Linked DNA regions of Mus musculus: all the other regions are linked to region 4. The links are chromatin contacts, called in public ChIA-PET maps. All regions are on one chromosome and are shown on one strand. Each heading gives the region's core, a stretch centred on a gene start, on an enhancer-like site or on the middle of the called end of the contact. The rest is flanking DNA. Distances are from core to core; before and after follow the strand shown. Region 1 overlaps Ppp1r12a (protein phosphatase 1, regulatory subunit 12A). Region 2 holds the start of Ppp1r12a (protein phosphatase 1, regulatory subunit 12A). Region 3 has its middle 41 kb from the start of Gm40754. Region 4 overlaps Gm29685 (predicted gene, 29685).

The links. ChIA-PET counts read pairs in DNA pulled down with a chosen protein or histone mark.
Region 1: an RNA polymerase II ChIA-PET map of memory CD8 T cells shows a contact between it and region 4, with 9 read pairs. The contact joins two enhancer-like sites. A contact is called at or near these places in 1 of 15 datasets of contacts at CTCF or cohesin (pro-B cells), 4 of 484 Hi-C or Micro-C datasets (the HPC-7 cell line, group 2 innate lymphoid cells, liver and 1 more), 1 of 115 datasets of contacts at active chromatin or transcription factors (memory CD8 T cells) and 1 of 9 other capture datasets (bone marrow-derived macrophages).
Region 2: an RNA polymerase II ChIA-PET map of memory CD8 T cells shows a contact between it and region 4, with 148 read pairs. The contact joins the promoter of Ppp1r12a here to the enhancer-like site in region 4. A contact is called at or near these places in 8 of 39 promoter capture datasets (the C10 cell line, the HPC-7 cell line, HPC-7-derived erythroid cells and 5 more), 3 of 15 datasets of contacts at CTCF or cohesin (CD8 T cells, the NIH/3T3 cell line and pro-B cells), 20 of 484 Hi-C or Micro-C datasets (the C2C12 cell line, the G1E-ER4 cell line, the HPC-5 cell line and 14 more), 25 of 115 datasets of contacts at active chromatin or transcription factors (the 230-238 cell line, the HPC-7 cell line, SST interneurons and 19 more) and 3 of 9 other capture datasets (adipose tissue, bone marrow-derived macrophages and pancreatic islet).
Region 3: a contact with region 4 is called in an RNA polymerase II ChIA-PET map of memory CD8 T cells, with 43 read pairs. The contact joins two enhancer-like sites. A contact is called at or near these places in 1 of 15 datasets of contacts at CTCF or cohesin (pro-B cells) and 3 of 115 datasets of contacts at active chromatin or transcription factors (embryonic stem cells, memory CD8 T cells and oligodendrocyte precursor cells).

The regions. Positions count from the first base shown.
Region 1 is chr10:108,201,504-108,206,339 of GRCm38.p6, reverse strand. All of the region lies in intron 2 of Ppp1r12a (protein phosphatase 1, regulatory subunit 12A), which reads right to left. Among named protein-coding and RNA genes, the nearest start is that of Ppp1r12a, 42 kb to the right of the region's middle. Within about 2 kb of position 2,694, at least 4 of the 459 cell types and tissues checked have an H3K27ac peak or open chromatin away from gene starts, as enhancers often do. A contact at or near this core is called in memory CD8 T cells, where this site is marked.
Region 2 is chr10:108,159,687-108,163,918 of GRCm38.p6, reverse strand. Ppp1r12a (protein phosphatase 1, regulatory subunit 12A) reads right to left here and starts at 1,821. Exons shown (of 25, transcript NM_001368736.1): 1 at 1,283-1,821. The coding sequence starts at 1,519. Gm40754 (a long non-coding RNA gene) reads left to right here and starts at 3,482. Exons shown (of 4, transcript XR_872014.2): 1 at 3,482-4,232.
Region 3 is chr10:108,117,052-108,121,742 of GRCm38.p6, reverse strand. No RefSeq gene overlaps it. Among named protein-coding and RNA genes, the nearest start is that of Gm40754, 41 kb to the left of the region's middle. Within about 2 kb of position 3,317, at least 55 of the 459 cell types and tissues checked have an H3K27ac peak or open chromatin away from gene starts, as enhancers often do. A contact at or near this core is called in memory CD8 T cells, where this site is marked.
Region 4 is chr10:107,952,310-107,956,651 of GRCm38.p6, reverse strand. The region is part of intron 1 of Gm29685 (predicted gene, 29685); the gene reads right to left. Among named protein-coding and RNA genes, the nearest start is that of Gm29685, 7.8 kb to the right of the region's middle. Within about 2 kb of position 2,616, at least 10 of the 459 cell types and tissues checked have an H3K27ac peak or open chromatin away from gene starts, as enhancers often do. A contact at or near this core is called in CD8 T cells, adipose tissue and memory CD8 T cells, where this site is marked.

The DNA of each region.
Region 1 (4,836 bases), core at 1,445-3,944, 250 kb before region 4:
CTCATTATGTTTAAAAAAAAAAATCAATATAGGTTCTTTTCAGCTCCTGACAATTATAAATAAGGCTGCTATGAACATAGTGGAGCATGTGTCCTTATTACAAGTTGGAGCATCTTCTGGGTATATGCCCAGGAGTGGTACAGCTGGGTCCTCAGGTAGTAATGTGTCCAATTAACTGAGAAACTGCCAAACTGATTTTCCAGAGTGGCTGTACCAGCTTGTAACCCCACCAGCAATGGAGGAGTGTTCCTCTTTCTCCACATCCTTGCCAGCATCTGTTGTCACCTGAGTTCTTGGTTTTAGCCATTCTGTGTGTGAGGTGGAATCTCAGGGTTGTTTTGATTTGCATTTCCCTGATGACTAAAGATGTTGAACATTTCTTTAGGTGCTTCTAGTCCATTCGATATGCCTCAGTTGAGAATTCTTTTTTTAAATTAATTAATTAGTTAATTAATTAATTTATTTTCTAGACAAGGTTTCTCTGTATAGCCCTGGCTGTCCTGAAACTCACTCTGTAGACCAGGCTAGCCTCGAACTCAGAAATCTGCCCGCCTCTGCCTCCCGAGTGCTGGGATTAAAGGCGTGCGCCTTCTTTGCTTAACTCTGTACCCCATTTTTAAAAAAGGGTTATTTGGTTCTCTGGAGTCTAACTTCTAATATCCAGTATATATCGGACAGAGGTGTCAGATGTAGGAATGGTAAAGATCTTTTGCCAATCTGTTGGTTGTCCTTTTGTCCTCTTGACAATATCCTTTGCAAAATTATGAGGTCCCATTTGTCGTTTCTTGATCTTAGAGCATAAGCCATTGGCATTCTGTTCAGGAATTTCCCCCTGTGCCCATGTGTTCGAGGCTCTTCCCCACTTTTTCCTCTATAAGTTTCAGTGTATCTGGTTTTATGTGGAAGTCCTTGATCCACTTGGACTTGGGCTTTGTACAAGGAGATAGGAATGGGTCGATTTGCATTTTTCTATATGCTGACCACCAGTTGAACCGGCACTATTTGTTAAAATGCTGTCCTTCAACAGAGGAATGGATACAGAAACTGTGGTACATTTACACGATGGAGTACTACTCAGCTATTAAAAAAGATGAATTCATGAAATTCGTAGGTAAATGGATAAAACTAGATAATGTAATCCTGAGTGAGGTAACCCAATCCCAAAAGAACATTCATGATATACACTCACTGATAAGTGGATATTAGCTCAAAAGCTCCAAATAACCAGGATACAATTCACAGACCACATGAAGCTCAAGAAGAAGGAAGACCAAAGTGTGGGTGACTCGGTCCTTCTTAGAAGAACAAAATACTCACAGGAACAAATATGGAGATCAAGTGTTGAGCAGAGACTGAAGGAAAGGTTACCCAGAGACTGTCCCACCTGGGGATTCACCCATATTCAGTTACCAAACCCAGACACTATTTTGGATGCCAAGAAGTGCAGGCTGAAAGGATCCTGATATGGCTGTCTCCTGAGAGGTCCTGCCAGAGCCTTACATATACAGAGGTGGATATTTGCAGCCAAATATTGGACTGAGCACCAGCACTCTATTGGGTCCCCAATAAAGGAGTTAGAAAAAGGACTGAAGGAGTTGGAGGGGTTTGCAGCCCTACAGGAAGAACAGCAATATCAACCAACCAGACTCCCCAGAGCTCCCAGGGACTAAGCCATCAACAAAGGAGTACCCATGGCTCCAGCTGCATATGTAGCAGAGAATGACCTTGTCATGCATCAATTGGAGGAGAGGTCCTTGGTCCTATGAAGGCTTGATGCCCCAGTGTAGGGGAATTGAGGGTGGGGAGGTAGGAGTGGGTGGGTGCAGGAACACCCTCATAGAAGCAGGGGTAGGGAGGATGTGATAGCATATTTCCAGGAGAGAGGGGAACTGGGAAAGGGGATAACATTTGAAATGTAAGTAAAGAAAATATTCCAATAAAAAATCAATATGGGAGCACAGTAGCCACAGAGAGGAAATAAATGAGGCCTAAGTAGAAAACATCAAGATGACACAGTTCTAAAATTAAAGAGATACCCAATACTCCACCAGAAGGCTCTTAGATTCGATAAAAACTATCAGCAAGATAGCAAAATATAAAAATCAACATAAAAGACCAACAACATTACTATACTTCAATAGCAAATATTTAAGAAAGCAAAAATACTTCTTCATAACTGCCTCCAAAAATAACCCCAAGCAAACAAACAAACAAAAACTCTAACTGTAATATACTAGACCCACTGAAGGCAGTGAGAGGATTCCACAACAGCAACTGTAAAACAGTCAGACAAACTCTAACTACAATACACCAAACCTACCGAAGGCAGTGAAAGGATACTACAATAGAAATTGTAAAACAGTCAGGAAGAAAACAGACAGACATCAGAAGATGGAGAGATCTGCCATGCTCATAAACTAGAAACATGTCATGCTGCCTAGCCTTAGGTTAACTTGACACAAACTAGAGTTACCTGAAAGGAGGAAGCTTCAATTGAGAAAATGCCTCCCTAAGATCCAGGCATAAGGCCTTTTCTCAATTAGTGACTGATGAAGGGAGACCCATCTATTGTGGGTAGTGCTATCCTTGGGCTGATGGTCCTAGGTTCTGTAAGAAATCAGGCTGAGCAAGCCAGTAAACAACATCTGTTCATGGCATCTGTACCAGTGCCTACCTACAGGTTTCTACCCTGCTTGACTTCCTGCCTGCCCTGACTCCCTTTGGTGGTGAACAGCAATATGGAAGTTGAGTAAACCCTTTCCTCCACAGCTTGCTTTTTGGTCATGGTGTTTTGTTGCAGCCATAGAATCCCTAAGACAAGTGTATTATTATAGAAAAGGACACACTACCAAAACAACCTATAGATTATACACAACTCATCAAAATTCCAGGGTTATTCTTTATAATTATAATAATAATACCCTTAATATACATATAGAAGCACAAAATGCTTGCTCGTCAAAGCAATGCTGAGCAAAAACAAAATGCTGGAGTAATGTATTAGCATACCCTACTGCAATTATATTACAGAGTACACCAGCACAAAACAGACACAGAGGTCAGTAGAACAGAGGAGTCAAGCCAAATGTAACCACCCGATTTTGAAAAATACTCCAAAACATAAACATTGAAAACAACCTCTTCAACAAACAGTGGCCATGGTGAAATTGTACAGCCACCCATATAACAGAATGAAACTGGGTCCCTATTTCTCACCCTGTGTAAAGACCAAATGGGCGCAGATCAAAGATCTGCCTAAGTAAAAGAGAAAACACTTAACAAATGGGAATAGGCTCAGATTTCCTGAACAGGACCCCAATCTCTCATAAAATAATACCAACAACTGACAAATGGAATTCCATTAAACTACAAAAGCTTGTGTTTAGCAAAGGAAATCATCAAGCGACAGCCTATGTAACAGGAGAAAAAAGTTGTTAGCTTTCATTTTTGACATAATTAGTATCTAGGCCACAAGGATTAAAAAAAGAACTATACAAGAAATCAAACAATCAGTACATGGGTTAGTGAAAACAGAAGACAGTTCCCAGAAGATGAAGTATAAATGGCCAGGAAACATTGAAAATGTTATTTTCACTAGCCATCAGAGAAATGCCAATCACAATCACAGTGAGAGTCTATCTCATCCCAGTGATGATGGCAGTCATTAAGAAAACAGTAACAGCAAATCACGGTGAGGATGTGACAAAAGAGAACCCTGATATGCTGCTGTTCAGAATGTAAACTAGCATAGCCACTAAGCTCTCATATCCATAGGGGTATGGATCTAGCACATACCCCTGCTATACCAAAAACTACAAGTCACCTGCGTTGGCTGGTTTTTATATTAACTTGACACAAGTCAGGGCATCTAGAAAGAGGAAACTTCAATTGAGAAAATGCTTTCATTAGACTGGCCTGCCTGAAGGCATCCCAGTGCAGCATTTTCTTAATTAGCGGATGATGGGGAGGGCGCAGCCTATTGTGGGTAGCACCACCCCAGGCAGGTGGTCCTGGGTTGTATAGGAAAGCAGACTGCACAAGCTAAGAGTGAGCAGTACTCCTCCACTGCCCCTGTTTTAGTTCCTATCTCCAGGTTCCTGCCTTTAGTTTCCTCAATGATGAAGTGTGACCTAAGACTTGTAAGCTGAAAAAGTCCTTGCTTTTCGTCAAGTTAGTGTTTTATGACAACAACAGAACCCTAACTAATACACCAATGTACCAATATGATACTGGCACATAGATGTTTATTGTAGTACTGTTTACAATAGCCAATTTAAATAGTCCAAGTTATGGACTCCACCTAGGTGTCAATCAACAGAGGAATAGACAAAGAATGTAATTAATATATACAATGGATTCTTTTTTAGCCATAAAGAAGTGACTTCTGTAAAATATGAAGAAGGTAATTTTTATTCTTAACCCTTTTTAAATTAAGCTCTTAAGATGTGGCTGCATAAGTCATAATTCTGGAACTATGGTAATCTTTTACATGTAACTAAAAACATACCAAATGACTCAGCAGGTTTATGACTCAATCAAATCTATGCAAGGAAATTATATAGAACTGTTATTGCTTTTTCAGTCTCAAAAGCTGTATTTTAAAAAGTACAAGCATTAGCATTTGAAGAAAGAGGTTGAGTTTCATTTTACCAGAGGAAACAAAAAGATAACTATCAAAAGATAATACACGCCACGGATTTCTTATGTGCCATACTGTACTGTGTGTACCAGTATTTCTTATGTGCCATACTGTACTGTGTGTACCAGTATTTCTTATGTGCCATACTGTACTGTGTGTACCAGTATTTCTTATGTGCCATACTGTACTGTGTGTAC
Region 2 (4,232 bases), core at 572-3,071, 210 kb before region 4:
CTTAGGTTTCAACCTCTGTTTTTAACCACACTATTATTCAAAATAGAGCTATGCTCTCCCACACAACCAAGAGGAGTCTGAGGGGAGCGGGAAAATTCTTTTTCACTGTAAATTTCCTAGTAATTCCAAGTTTCTTAATATGAAAATAGAAAGAATCTGTCGTGGCATCTATTACCAGCACTTTAAACTTGCTTTTCAAGCAGAACTCTAAGGGTTCTGTTGCTTTTGGCTTGTTAAAGGCAAAGCAACATTATCTCTGGATTGCCAATAGTTTCTCCTTATTTGGCTAACATTGAGAGATCCCAATCGGACTACTATAAAACTTTAACATGCACAAAGCATCCATTTTGAGAAAAGGTTGTGATTAGCTTTGGTTTTTTTTTTTTCTCTCCCCCTCCCCACCACCACCACCAAAAAATAAAAAAATAATAATAATAAAGTTTGGCAACTGTCTTTGAGGAGTACACAGTGTTTATTCCCATCTTCCCTAGCCCCGGTGTGCACTCCAGGAGCCAGGACTCAGGGATCTGTGACTGCGACCAACTTCGAGTACAGGAACCCATAGACTCCAGTTACGAGGTGGGCAAGCCCACTCGGGAAGACTTCCCTTATCAGATTCACTACCAATCCCCTCTCTTTCAGCCACTCCGGATTAGCTAATTACACCCCGTTTCCCCCTCCCCAGTGACCAAGAGTAATAAAGGAGAAAACAGGAAATCGTTCGCTCGGGGCACCCGGCTTTAAGGGTTCGGGCTTTAAGGGTTCGGGATCACTAATATCATCATCCTCATTTGTAATCAAGTCCTAAAAATGTACACCAACACCAATGCCCACCTCCAGGCCAGTGGGCTCCATCTGCCCCAAGAGTCCCTGTTAGTGGATTTTTTTTTTTCAACAACCCTCCCCGCCCCACGGTCTATCACTGACACCGGGCCTCGGCACAACCCATTACTCTCCGGCTCGGCTTGACCCAGACTACCAGACCCAGACACATGTCCACAAATGGCCCTGGAGGCCCCCAAGAGGACCACAGTCCATTCTGCCCCGCGCCCAGGAACATCGGCCGGGTCCCCCCCCAAACTGCACAGGCTGCGGGCGAGCGGCTCTGGAGGGGGGCCCGGAGCCCCGCGCCCCAGCCAGCCTCCCGCGACGGAGCCGCCCCCTCACCCGCAAGCAGGGAGTCTCCCGCCACCCCCCGGCCTCAGCCCCGGCCCCGGGCGCGAGCACCACAGCGGGCCCCGGGGTTCCGGGGTCCGGATGAGGGGACGCCGGGCACACAGACCTGGTGCAGGGCGGTGAGTCCGTCCACATTGGCGTAATTGATGTCGGCGCCGCGGTGCAGCAGCTTGAGGACCTCGTCCGTGTCGCCGCTGGAGCAGGCGGCGAGGAAGACGGCGCCATCGTCGAACTTCACCTTGGTCTTCTGGCGCTTCACCACGGGCGGCTCGAGGTCCGTCTCGGAGCCGATCCAGCGCTTCAGCTGCTCGTTCCGCTTCTGCTTCGCGTCCGCCATCTTCATCCCCTCTCCAGCCGCCGGCTCCTCTTATCGCGAGCTGGGGCGGGGGGGAAGGGGGCGGCGGCGGCGAGGGGACGCCGCCGGGGGGAGTATGCGACCGCGTCGGCGACAGAAAGAGAGAGAGAGAGAGAGAGAGGGGCCGGAGCGGAGCGGAGCCGCGAGCCGGGGAGGAGACGCTCGAGACTTCCAGTATCCCACAGAGCACTGGGGCGAGCCCGGCCGAGCGGGCCTCTCTTCCTACCACAGACGCCCTCCCGCCCCCGGCACGGCCGCCCGCCCGTCAGTCCGTCAGCCGCGGCCCGGCTGAGCGTAACTTCGCGAGATCGCGGCCGGGGAGGCGCCCTGCGGCCCAGTGCGCATGCGCGCTCCCGCCTCGGCCTGGGCCTCGGCTTCGGCCCGGCCCAGGAAGAGCTCGGGGGCCGAGCGCTGGCGGGGGCGCTACCGGAGGGAAGCGGGTGTGGCTCTGGCAGCCGGGGGCTGGGCCGCTCCTGGAAGGGAGGAGGCCGGGAAGGAAGGTTGTCTCGTCCGGCGGGACCGAGAGCTCTAGAGGCAGCCGGGTCGGGCGGCGAGGCGGGACCGGGCTGACCTGCCTGCCTCCTCCCGGGCTCGGCGGGCCGCGCGAGGCGTCTGCCCGGGGCGGAGGGTTTTCCTATTGGCTGCGTGATTTGAATGGAGAGGACACGGGTCGTGCATTAGGTGCTTGTGGGGGTTGCTCTTCCCGAGGAACTCGGGGGGAAACCCGGGCGATCCTGATGAGAGCGTTTTAAAAGTGGGGTCGGAGTCGTCTCCACGGCCCCGGTGGCATTGACCGAGGTGATCGCCTACTGGCAGGGGATGGTGACCTGCGGTTAATTGCAGTGGCTTCCTGCAAACACCCACTGCAGAAATGTCTTTCCTCTTAGGCTTGCTCAGTATTGTTGTTTTGTTTTTCCCCCGTCTTTAAGCCTGTTTTGATTTCTTCTTCCTCCATCGCTTTTCGGCCTGGGTGGCACTGCCCATGAGGGCTAGTTCAGCCTTGTTAACTGCTCCTGACCTTTTAAGGGATTTACGGTTTCAGCTCCATTGCTTTCTATGGAGTAAAGACCCGGCTGCGTCTAGAATTCAAAAGGAATGTGGACGAAGGCAGTTACTTCGACTGATATTTATCCAGTACATGTCTAAAAAGTCGTGACTTCCTAGGCTCTGAAAATACAGTAAATACGATTTATTTGAGCCCATTTCTTAAATTCTTGTGTTGCAAAGAACATCATAAGGAGATTTTAGCTTTGCCTTTTCTAAACACTCTCCCGTCCCATACACTTTAGATCTATAATGTCATAAAACCCTACCACTGGTCCTTTTTGGGAATCCTGTAGACTGTGAACCCCCCCACCCCCAAAGAAAATAGTTGCCTTGCCCCTAACCGCCTCCCAGTGCTGGGAATACAGCAGTGAAAAGTTATTTTCTTACTCTTCAGCATGTTGCCTTTCTGGTAGATTAGAATAACTGAGTAAAATATGCTGGGGGAACCACCTTATAGAACTGAATATTCTGAATTTCAATGTTAGGAATAGTAATAAAATCCAAGCTAAGATAAAACTACTTCCTTGAAACACAAAACGAGTGTGCCACACATGAAATACATCTATATCTTCATAAAATGTATTGAGGATCATACCACTAGACCTCTGCACAACAATGAGAACAGTGGTGTTTGGTACTGAATCATCATCATCATCTTCTTCTTCTTCTTCTTCTTCTTCTTCTTCTTCTTCTTCTTCTTCTTCTTCTTCTTCTTCCTCCTCCTCCTCCTCCTCCTCCTCCTCCTCCTCCTCCTCCTCCTCCTCCTCCTCCTCCTCCTCCTCCTCCTCCTCTTCTTCTTCTCTCTCTCTCTCTCTCTCTCTCTCTCTCTCTCTCTCTCTCTCTTTCTCTCTCTCTCTCTCTTTCTTTTCCAGATACGGTTTCTCCATGTAGATCTGGCTGTCCTGGAACCCACTTTGTAGACTTCAAACTCAGAAATTGGCCTGCCTCTGCCTCCCAAGTGCTGGGATTAAATCTGTGTGCTACCACCATGGAGCAGGGTCATGAATTTTCTTAACGTGAAACTATAAAATCCCTATGCACAGAATATGGCCCTCCCAATCAAAGAAAAGAATTGAGTATACTCTTACCAGCTCTCCTATCTACCTAGAGAAAACTGACTTTTCCTTGTTTTCTGAGAACATTCTGTCTATTTATTTGCTATTAAAAGTGCTCTTGAAATACACATTCATTGGAATTTCACATTTTCATTTGGGCAAGAGGACTGCAGTGGGAGATATGCCATTTCTAACTCAAGCACTTCTTTCAGGACATAAAAATAATACAAAAACAAGACAATAGTTCATTAACAAAACATAGTTAATTCCAATTCCCAAAAGCTATCAATTAAAAACAAAATAGAAACCTCAAACCTTGGGCTGTTAGCTTGTCCAGACTTCATTTGAATTTAGCTTTTTATTCTCCATAACTGTTAAGGTCAGACAGCTCTTCCTGTTGCCACCTGTACCAGCTCTGTCTTTTTAGAATTATGTATATATATATAACATAACATGAAAGATCTATAGTTCATTCAGAAATAAGCACAACACTTTATTAGAACATATAGAAAGCCACCATTTCATATTATGTTAATTACTGAGTGGTCTAAGCCGAAGTTGAAGAAATACAAATATGTCCATTTCCTAATGACTTGTAT
Region 3 (4,691 bases), core at 2,068-4,567, 160 kb before region 4:
CATGCATCACTAGATAAAATAATAGATTCTTGTTGAGAAAATCGTGCATTATTTTTTATATACAAGACTTTAACATCTAACTGTATACATGTGTAAATGTGTGTGAGCACACACTCATGTTCATGTGAGTGTGAGTGTGTATGTATAAATGTACATATGTTTGTGGTCAGAAGTCACTGTTGGGTAATTTGTTAAGTCCTTCTCTATATCATATGAAGTAAGGTAGAGTCTTACTTGAATCTAGAGCTCACTCATGTGACTAGCCTAGCTTACTCTAGGAGTCTCAGCCTCCCAACAGTTGGATTATAGGTGGTCTATCCAAGTGTGCTACCTACTGAACCAGCTCCCTACCCGCTAAAGTTTAAAGTCTTTTGAAATAACTGGGTTGCTTGTTTCTAGTTGCAAATATACAAAATATTTCTATGAATTAGTATTAGTTCTGACTTGTACATGTAATTTTTTTTATCCTTCCTACTCCCACATCTGATTAAACTTCAGATTGCTCATTTCTGCAACATATACCTCACCTAAAAAAATTTTTTTTATCACATAGCACCCAGCACCTAAGCAAGGTCATCAGGATTACATCTAAAGTATTCATTGGAGTTACAAGGTGAACATCCTCTAATATGACAACTTGTGAAGATAAAAATATCACCTTGAAAGGCGTATTAGTCATGGCACCTAAAATATATAAACAACATAGCTGCTTTTACCTCTTAAAAGTGATAAAATGTCTGTATTTTCGAATGAACGTTCTTGCAAAGAAGGGTAAAGAGGTGACACACGAAGCTCATTAAAAGTGGAGTCTGTCATAGTCTCATGTAAGCAGTTTTACTCCAGTGTATACACCTATAATCACATTATGTAATGCCTCTTGTCTGAAGAGCTAAAGCAGGTCATATATCACAATCAAAACAAGGATAAACAAGCACGGTAACCTAGAAACATGATTAAAATGTTCACTATGTTACATAATCAAAGCACTTAAGTAGGTGATCTAAAGTGGTTGCATGTGAGTATGCCCCTCGGTCCATAAGTTTAGAATAAAGTTTGCTGCCTGCCCATGGCAAGAATGCTGTGGTATTTTCTTGGAACTTCTGATTGATTCCTTCCACAGGTTAGATTATTACAATAGCTTGCCCTTAGTACCCAAAGACCCTCGGCTTTCTTCCAACATGAAGATGGTATAGAGGAAGCTCTCTGTAATCATGGTGGAGGGGACCAACTGAGTTTGGGGCGCTTTCCTTCATCTTCAAAGATATAATATGCACATTACAGAATCACAGGCCATTGCATCTTCAAACTGCTGGTGAAAGTGTATCGTATAGACTCAGCAAAAACATTTCAATAAAGTACAGTTTTCTTGCTGGGTGCGATGATGAATCCAAACCTCTGGGTAACTGAGGCAGGAGGATCTTGAATTCCAGGCTAGGTAAAATGGTGTTAGAAAAGTTGAAATTTCTCTACCCTATTCTGATCCATTATATCTGGCATTTATTTCTAATTCAGAATAAGTTCTAATTGATCACACTGCACATGCCAAGGTGTAACGGTTCACACAATGGCCCCAATGTGAGAAACAGGAAATGATGTTTTCAGTATGGCATGTGACTAACCAGGAGTTGGAAGTGGTCACCAAGTCTTGCTGTGCTAAGGGAATAAGTGCGGTATGATTTGGTCAGTATCTAGACAGTGGGACAAGCATGCAAAGCAATGTTCCAGTGTGGTGTTGAAAACATCATATTAGAAGTTGTTACAGAATACTATCAGGATACAGATTTATGTAGACTATGGGTTTTAGGAGTCTGTATCTTAATCCAGAGAATTCAGGTAAGGGCGACTGAAGTGCTCTGCACAAAGACCCACGATGAAAGTGTGGGTCCTGCCAACAGCTTGAGGGAAGGGGAAGGAGGCAGGCAAAGTGTAGGATGTATAATAGGCAAGATCAGGTAATTGACTAGATAAGAGGCAGGAGTGGATGGAACAAATATGTATGACATGTAAACATATGTATATATGTGATAGATTTCTAGCTTAATTGGAGGTTCTGTTCACCTTCACTTGTGAGAAGTTCCTCATCAGACAGAGGGCCAAGTGGGAAACTGAAGGTGGAGTGCCCGTGGTGTATCTTTACAGAGATCTTCACACAATCTTAAAACATTTACTTATGTTTATTTCTTAGTGTGGAACTTGGGGTGGGGCCCATGTTACACTGTGTATGTGAAAGCCAGAAGAGGAGAGTCTTGTCTCCCCACCTTGTTTATAAGGCAAGGTCTCTTTTGCTATTTCTGAAGCTTTACAGATATAGTGGATTCTTTGGTCTACCTCTCCTATGCAGCTGTGGGGCTGCTCTGGGGTTGGGATTTACAGACATCACATCTGGATTTCTTTTTCTTTTTCTTTTTCTTTTTCTTTTTCTTTTTCTTTTTCTTTTTCTTTTTCTTTTCCTTTTCCTTTTCCTTTTCCTTTTCCTTTTTCTTTTTCTTTTTCTTTCTTTTTCTTTTTAATCTTGCTGGCCTCATCCTACAGTTTAATACAGAGTCTGAACTTTCATTAGAGGGTTAAGTGCCTTTTATAGATAATGCATGTGTTCCTGTGATGACTCCCTGAACTACCGCATCTAACATTTTGAATACTCCTACATGCTCTGATTCAAGCTTCAAATGCTACCTCATCCTTGATTTCAGCGAAGCCAACCATGTTTGCATTCGGGGAAGTGTATAAGAACCGACTCTCTGCCTGGAAGCTGCAGCTGCTTTGACTGCTTGCTCTCAGTAGCAGTTTCTATTCATGTTGGCTCATGGCTGAAGCTCACTTCTTGGTACCCAAGCTCTCCCATTGTGCATTGCCGTCTCCCATCAGAGCTCCCTGACTGCACACTTGGGGCTTGCCAGGAGATGACCTGACTTGGCAAAGCTGGGTCAAGCCTGGGCTCCTAATTCTTTGTGGTGAGCGTTTACTGTTTATGTGTCTCAGAGCTCACCCTTCTTCTAGGAAATAACGGCATTGCGTTTTCCTTTGGTGGGTCCCTCCTTCCCATTCAGCACCGTTGGTGGCTCTGAAGCAGCTGCAGCTGCATTCTCTACTAGGCTGTGCTCCATATAACAGTCAGTTATTATACAGTCAGTGCTCCATATAACCTCAGCGTCTCAGTGCTGATTACCGGCTCAAAAATGATGCCGTTCAAGTGGAAGCCTTGTAGTATTCAGTATGCTTTATGCTTCCCCAAATTCATGTGCTTTGAAAGATTCCTCTCTGTTTCTGTCTCCCACCCCCCTTTTTCCTTTGGTTGAAGATGTAGCTTGGGGAGGTGCTATTGACCTGAAAATTAAGTCATCTTCAGGAAAAGGCAGGGAGACCACATCCTCCCTGCATGCCTATCTAAACCGCTGGGGTTTTCAAATTGAGTTGTTTTGGTATAAGAATTTTTTTTCTAGTTCTTGATGCCCCTTTACTGACAAAATAAGCATACATTGTCAGGATTGGTCAGGAGTTGTTGACATGGTAGAGTACAAATTAGAGGCAAAAGTCTTTGCCCTTGTGCAGTTCACATTGATTGGAGGACATCCTCAGATTTCCTTAACAGTACTTAATGCCTGCCAGGACTTTGCTCAGTTCTTAGTGACAAATACTTCTGACCCTGGGCTTTGCTTACCAGGTCATTCACAGTTTCCACCCCGAGCATGTGTACACTGTTGCTCTCTTCAGACACACATGAAGAGGGCATCTGATCCCACTACATGGCTGTGAGCCACCATGTGGTTGCTGGGAATTGGACTCAGGACCTCTGGAAGAGCAGTCAGTGCTCTTAAACCACTGAACTATCTCTCCAGCCTGAGAGCTTTGTATTTTCCAGGCATCAATTTTGTTCACTCAATTATCTTGCCAGATCAGAATCTCGGGTGCTACTGATCTTCTCTAAGTTGTCTGACCAACATTACCTCAGACCTAGTTTTAGGCAATTAATTAACTAATTATGTTGATGTTTTGTTTTGTGTGCTGATTTTCACATGCCATAGAAATAGGGACTATGAAATATTTTTACAAGTCAGGTGGTGGTGAGAAGGGAGGTGGGGGCTGTGGAGAGAGAGAGACAGCTAAGGGCTCATCTCAATGCTGTCACTCACAGCAGCATCCAGAGGGAGAGGCTCAGAGAGAATGATGCTGGTCGAAACAAGCAGGGTGATCTTTCATCGTCCTTCTCACCTTTCTTCCTTTAGTTATTTGAAATGTAGTCATTAAACCATTTTTTAGAACTAGTGTAGAAGATGAACTGCAGTGTGCAGAGGACCACAAAATCCTTGCCTCTATGAAACTTGTACTCTAAGGGAGTAAGGCATGGAATTCTGAGCCCTCGTGTATAAGCCTATCAAGAATGAGGGGTGGGCATGGTTACGTAATCTCTCCAAAACCAGAGGAAGGGCCGAGAGAAGAGCCAGTGTGTGTGTGATGCTAAGCCCATGTGTGTGGCAGAAGAAACTGAGTAGGTCGGAGGTACGCAGTGTTGAGCGTGAACTAGTGGATGACATTTGGCGGATGTTCCTTTAAATACAAGCTGAGTGCATTCTGAAATAGAATGCTGGGAACCAGAAAAAGAACCCAGGCAGTTTTCAAGTGAGATGAAGATTTAAAGAAGAAAATTACATCAGGGGCTGGGGTCAGTGGTTCAGTTCACATGGTGGTTCACA
Region 4 (4,342 bases), core at 1,367-3,866:
CTGGAGAAAGCCCTGAAGTCCTGCCATATACAAAGCAAAAATCAGAAGCAGGTCTAAAGTTCACTAACTGTAACTGTAATTGGTTCTCCACGAGGTCCTCGCTGCAGGGGAAGCTACTGTTTATTGGGCATGGATGAGTGATGTGCACAGACCCATTCCCCAGAGAGATGCATGTACCTGTGACAGTCTCATATATTACAGGACATCTGGAGCTCTCATGTCTGTACCAAGTATAAGTGTACAAAAAGAAGCCGAGAAGACATGCAGGTATAGAGGCTTTTAAAATGTCTTTTAAAGAAGAGGTTGTTTCTGTAAATTATGTTACTTCCTATGTGTGTGTTAAAGAAACAATAATGCATCAAATAATTTTAATTGTTTACCTATGAAACTATTTCTAACTGACATAGCAGGTAATAAGAACCACAACAAAATTATGTTCGGAAATCCGTGTGAACTTCTCCAGACCCTTGAGTCAGATTTTCGGGTGAGATGATTTTATGTATTAATTGTTTTTCTCCTCTGATAAGTCAGTTAAATTTTTCTATTAATCAGATCATGGGTACTTAGGTATGGATCAAAAAATATATTTGATTATCATCAAAAATAGCATTTAATGGTATTTACAATTATGGTTTCTTACTACTTCTTTATTATTGGTACTGTCTAGCTTTACTGTTGGGCTTCAGACTTTTGAATTTGAAATGCTTAACTTTGTCCTTTGTTCCATGGATCTTTCTGCCTGCATTTACATTTGAATAATTCATCAATTGCTTATAAGTTCATCAATGCAAAGTTGAGATATTTCAAGTAAATGCATAAACAATAAAAAAAAAGAAATCTGTGTGAAAAAGGTAGGTCCAAAGAAACCATCAAAAGTGTTTTGTTTGTTTGTTTGTTTTGTGTTTGTTTTTTCATAAGTCCGAAATACTGATTTATCTGGAGACATTAAAAAAGGAAGGACATCGACAAAGATCAATGGATATGGATCCATCACAGTTGTGTTTGAATCAGTACTGCCTTCCTAGGGATTTAATTTTGACTCTGTTTACTGTTTCCTTGTCATGAACTCCTTGCATGCTGTGAATTCTTCAGAGAAGAAAAGATGATGGTGGTGACAGATGGAAAATAGTAACAAAGTCAATAACCATGGTAAGTGAGGATGGCGGTCGAGCTTAGAAGAGTCTGAATATTACCCTCTACTTATAGAGCATCCAGCAGAAATAGCCGAGCGTTCGTTTGCCCTGGGCTTTGCAGTTCACTCCATGGGTGCCAGTAGAGTTGGTTCTTTTTACCACTGTGGATCTTAGTTAGTATCAGGAAATACTATCATCCTTCCATTTCAAAGATATTAAGGTCAGGAGTGCGACATAACTGCCCCCTCCAAACTGTCTCAGAAGGTGCATACATTTGAGTGTCTTCTCTTTTCACTCTGTCAAGAGCAGCTCATTTCCTACTAGAGGCTCTTTGTTCAGTGAGGATTTGTGAAATTGAACCATGTACTCTTAGGGCAGAAGGAATGAAGGTTATTTGGAGCATGATGACCTCACAGTTAGAGACAAAGGCCTTACCTACAAAGGTAGGCCTTGGGGGAAGAGTGGTGGCTTATGGGTACTAGGAGTTTGGTAACTAGAGAACAGAGCACCAGTTTCCTTATTTCCTGTACTTTTGGAAATCATATAAATAGTAAAGTTTGATGATGGGGAGAAAAGAGTTCTTTAGGAAAGTGTGTGTGTGTGTGTGTGTGTGTGTGTGTGTGTGTGTGTATGTATATGTGTGTGTATGCGTGTGTGTGTGTGTATGTGTGTGTGTGTGTATGTGTGTGTATGCATGTGTGTGTGTGTAGATGTGTGCAGATGCCCAGTAAGTTTTGTGTTTTATTCTTTGCTAATGAAGATCCAGAGGTTTTAATTTTTTCCCCTCCCAAATCCCAGCTGAACGCTGGAGGGTCAGAGGTGCTGGAACAAACAGTGACAAAGACACAGTGTGTTCTAAGCCAAGTGACAAAGCAGATGCAAATAAATAACGGGACTTGAGGGCACCCATCCAAAAGAACCCCGGGATCCCAGGAGCAAAACAGTCTTTGGCTCTTAGACAATTTAAAGTCGCAGATGAGTGAGTTTTGCATGCTCCGAAACTACGAGGTTAGGTATCAGACTCAGTTCCCTGATTCAAAATCTCCAAACTTTGTCATAACATATATATATATACATATATATGTGTGTGTGTGTGTATGTATATGTGTGTGTATGCGTGTGTGTGTATGTGTGTGTGTATGTATATATGTGTGTATGCGTGTGTGTGTATGTATGTGTGTGTGTGTGTGTGTGTGTGTGTGTGTGTATGTGTGTGTGTGTGTGTGTACTGTCTTAGAGCTACTTTAGGTTTACTACAAAGTTGAGAGAAGCCCATGTAGGTTCTGCATGTATCATCTGTCTCAGTCCTTTGGTGTTGCTATAACAAAGTGCTCTCTGTGTGGTGGACAGACAACAGACATGTGTTTCTTACAGTTCTGGAAGGTAGGAAAGGAAGGGGGAATGTATAAGCAGATCTGGAGTCTGATGAGGGCCTGGAGCCTGGTTCATAGACAACTATGTATTCACTGGGTTTTCACATGGCAAAGGAAGTGGCGGACTGTGTGGGTTTCCCTTTTACTACAGTGGTAATCTCATGAACAAAGGCTCTGCAGTGATAAATTAATCTTTACTGAGTCCCCCTACCCAACCCAACATCATCACCCTGATGATTAAGATATTGATATAAGGACTGGGGGGAGATATGTCCAGTCTACAGTCTCCCTCCCTCCATTCATACAGAGAATCCCTCTATCAATATTCTCCACTAGGGTAGTTCATTTCTTACAACTGCTGCATCTGTGCTGGCACATTATGATCACTTAACCCCAGAGAGCATCTTAAGACAGCGGTCCTCGACATGTGGGTCATGACCCATTTAGAGAGTGAATGCTCTCTTCACAGGGGTCACCTGAGACCACTGAAAAACACAGATATTTACAGTATGATTCATAGCAATGGCAAAATTACAGTTATGAAGTAGCAATGAAAATAGTTTGATGGTTGTGGGTCAGCACCAATGAGGAACGATATTAAAGGGTCTCACTGTTATGAAGGTTGAGAACCACCACCTTAAGGTTTCTTAATTTTTCCTCCCTGTGGATCCTTTATACCTGAGAAATGTCATGCGATCCTGGAGTTTTAGGCACATAAAATAGGTACTCAAATAAAACATTTACTGATAAGCAAGAAAGAAGTAAACTAATCTTTGGAAAATATAAAATTTTATCATTTACTAAGGACAAACAGTTGTACATGAATGAGATGAATACAAGTTTTTGTTTTTGCAGAAAGGATTAAATCTTGTTTAAGAATTTGATACCACAGAACATAGAGCATTTCGAAAATGTCTCAGAGTTGATCAGTATTTTGGTTTTTATAATAATCAGTACTTTGGGTGTGGTTTCACATGACTTTACAGTACAAAATGGCATTTCATACTCATTTCAGAAGTGGTTGAAAATTCCATCTGAGTTGTAAGCCAAAATTCGTTTAGTAATTTTTTTTTATGAAGTCAGCAACTCAAACAGATATTCTTTAAATGAAACATTTGAACACAGCGCAAACCTAAGAAATGCTAATTTGGTTCTACGTGCTGAGGCATAAGAATATTAAAAAGTCTTTACACTCCATGACTAAACTACACATTTCTGTAAGAGTGGAAAATATCTCATCTACAGTAATAGCAATCGGCAGCAAATAACAGTTTAGACTCTTGAACTGCATTCAAATGGAGACCAGGCAGGAAAGAATTCCAGAGGAGACAAAAACCAGTCAGGCCTCATAAGTGACTTTATCCTTGTTTGACTTGCAAACATAACTGAAACTTAACCTGAGCTATTTCTTGTAAATGCCAATATGAACATAAAATGAAACTAAAGTTCAACCCATAAAAGCCACAAATTAACTTTTAAATGTATAACTAGAGCCTTCTATCAAGGCAGACCAAGTAAGGTCATTTTATAGCCAGAACCAAACGAATTTTTTTTCTGCTCTACTTGTATTTGTGCATATTTTAAAAGATGTCCACTTGCAATTCTTGCTCCAGTACTGTGACATCCATAGACCATGATTTGTCCAAGTAAATGCTTTATAATTCTACTGGGTCTCGTGTTACCTTTAAGCAACAATATGTGTTTTGAATATGACAATTTGTGAATTTATACACATACTTACAAGTTGGAACTGTCATAAATAAGATTTAAAATATCCATGTAAGCCGGGCGTGGTGGCACATGCCTTTAATCCCACCACTCAGGAGGCGGAGGCAG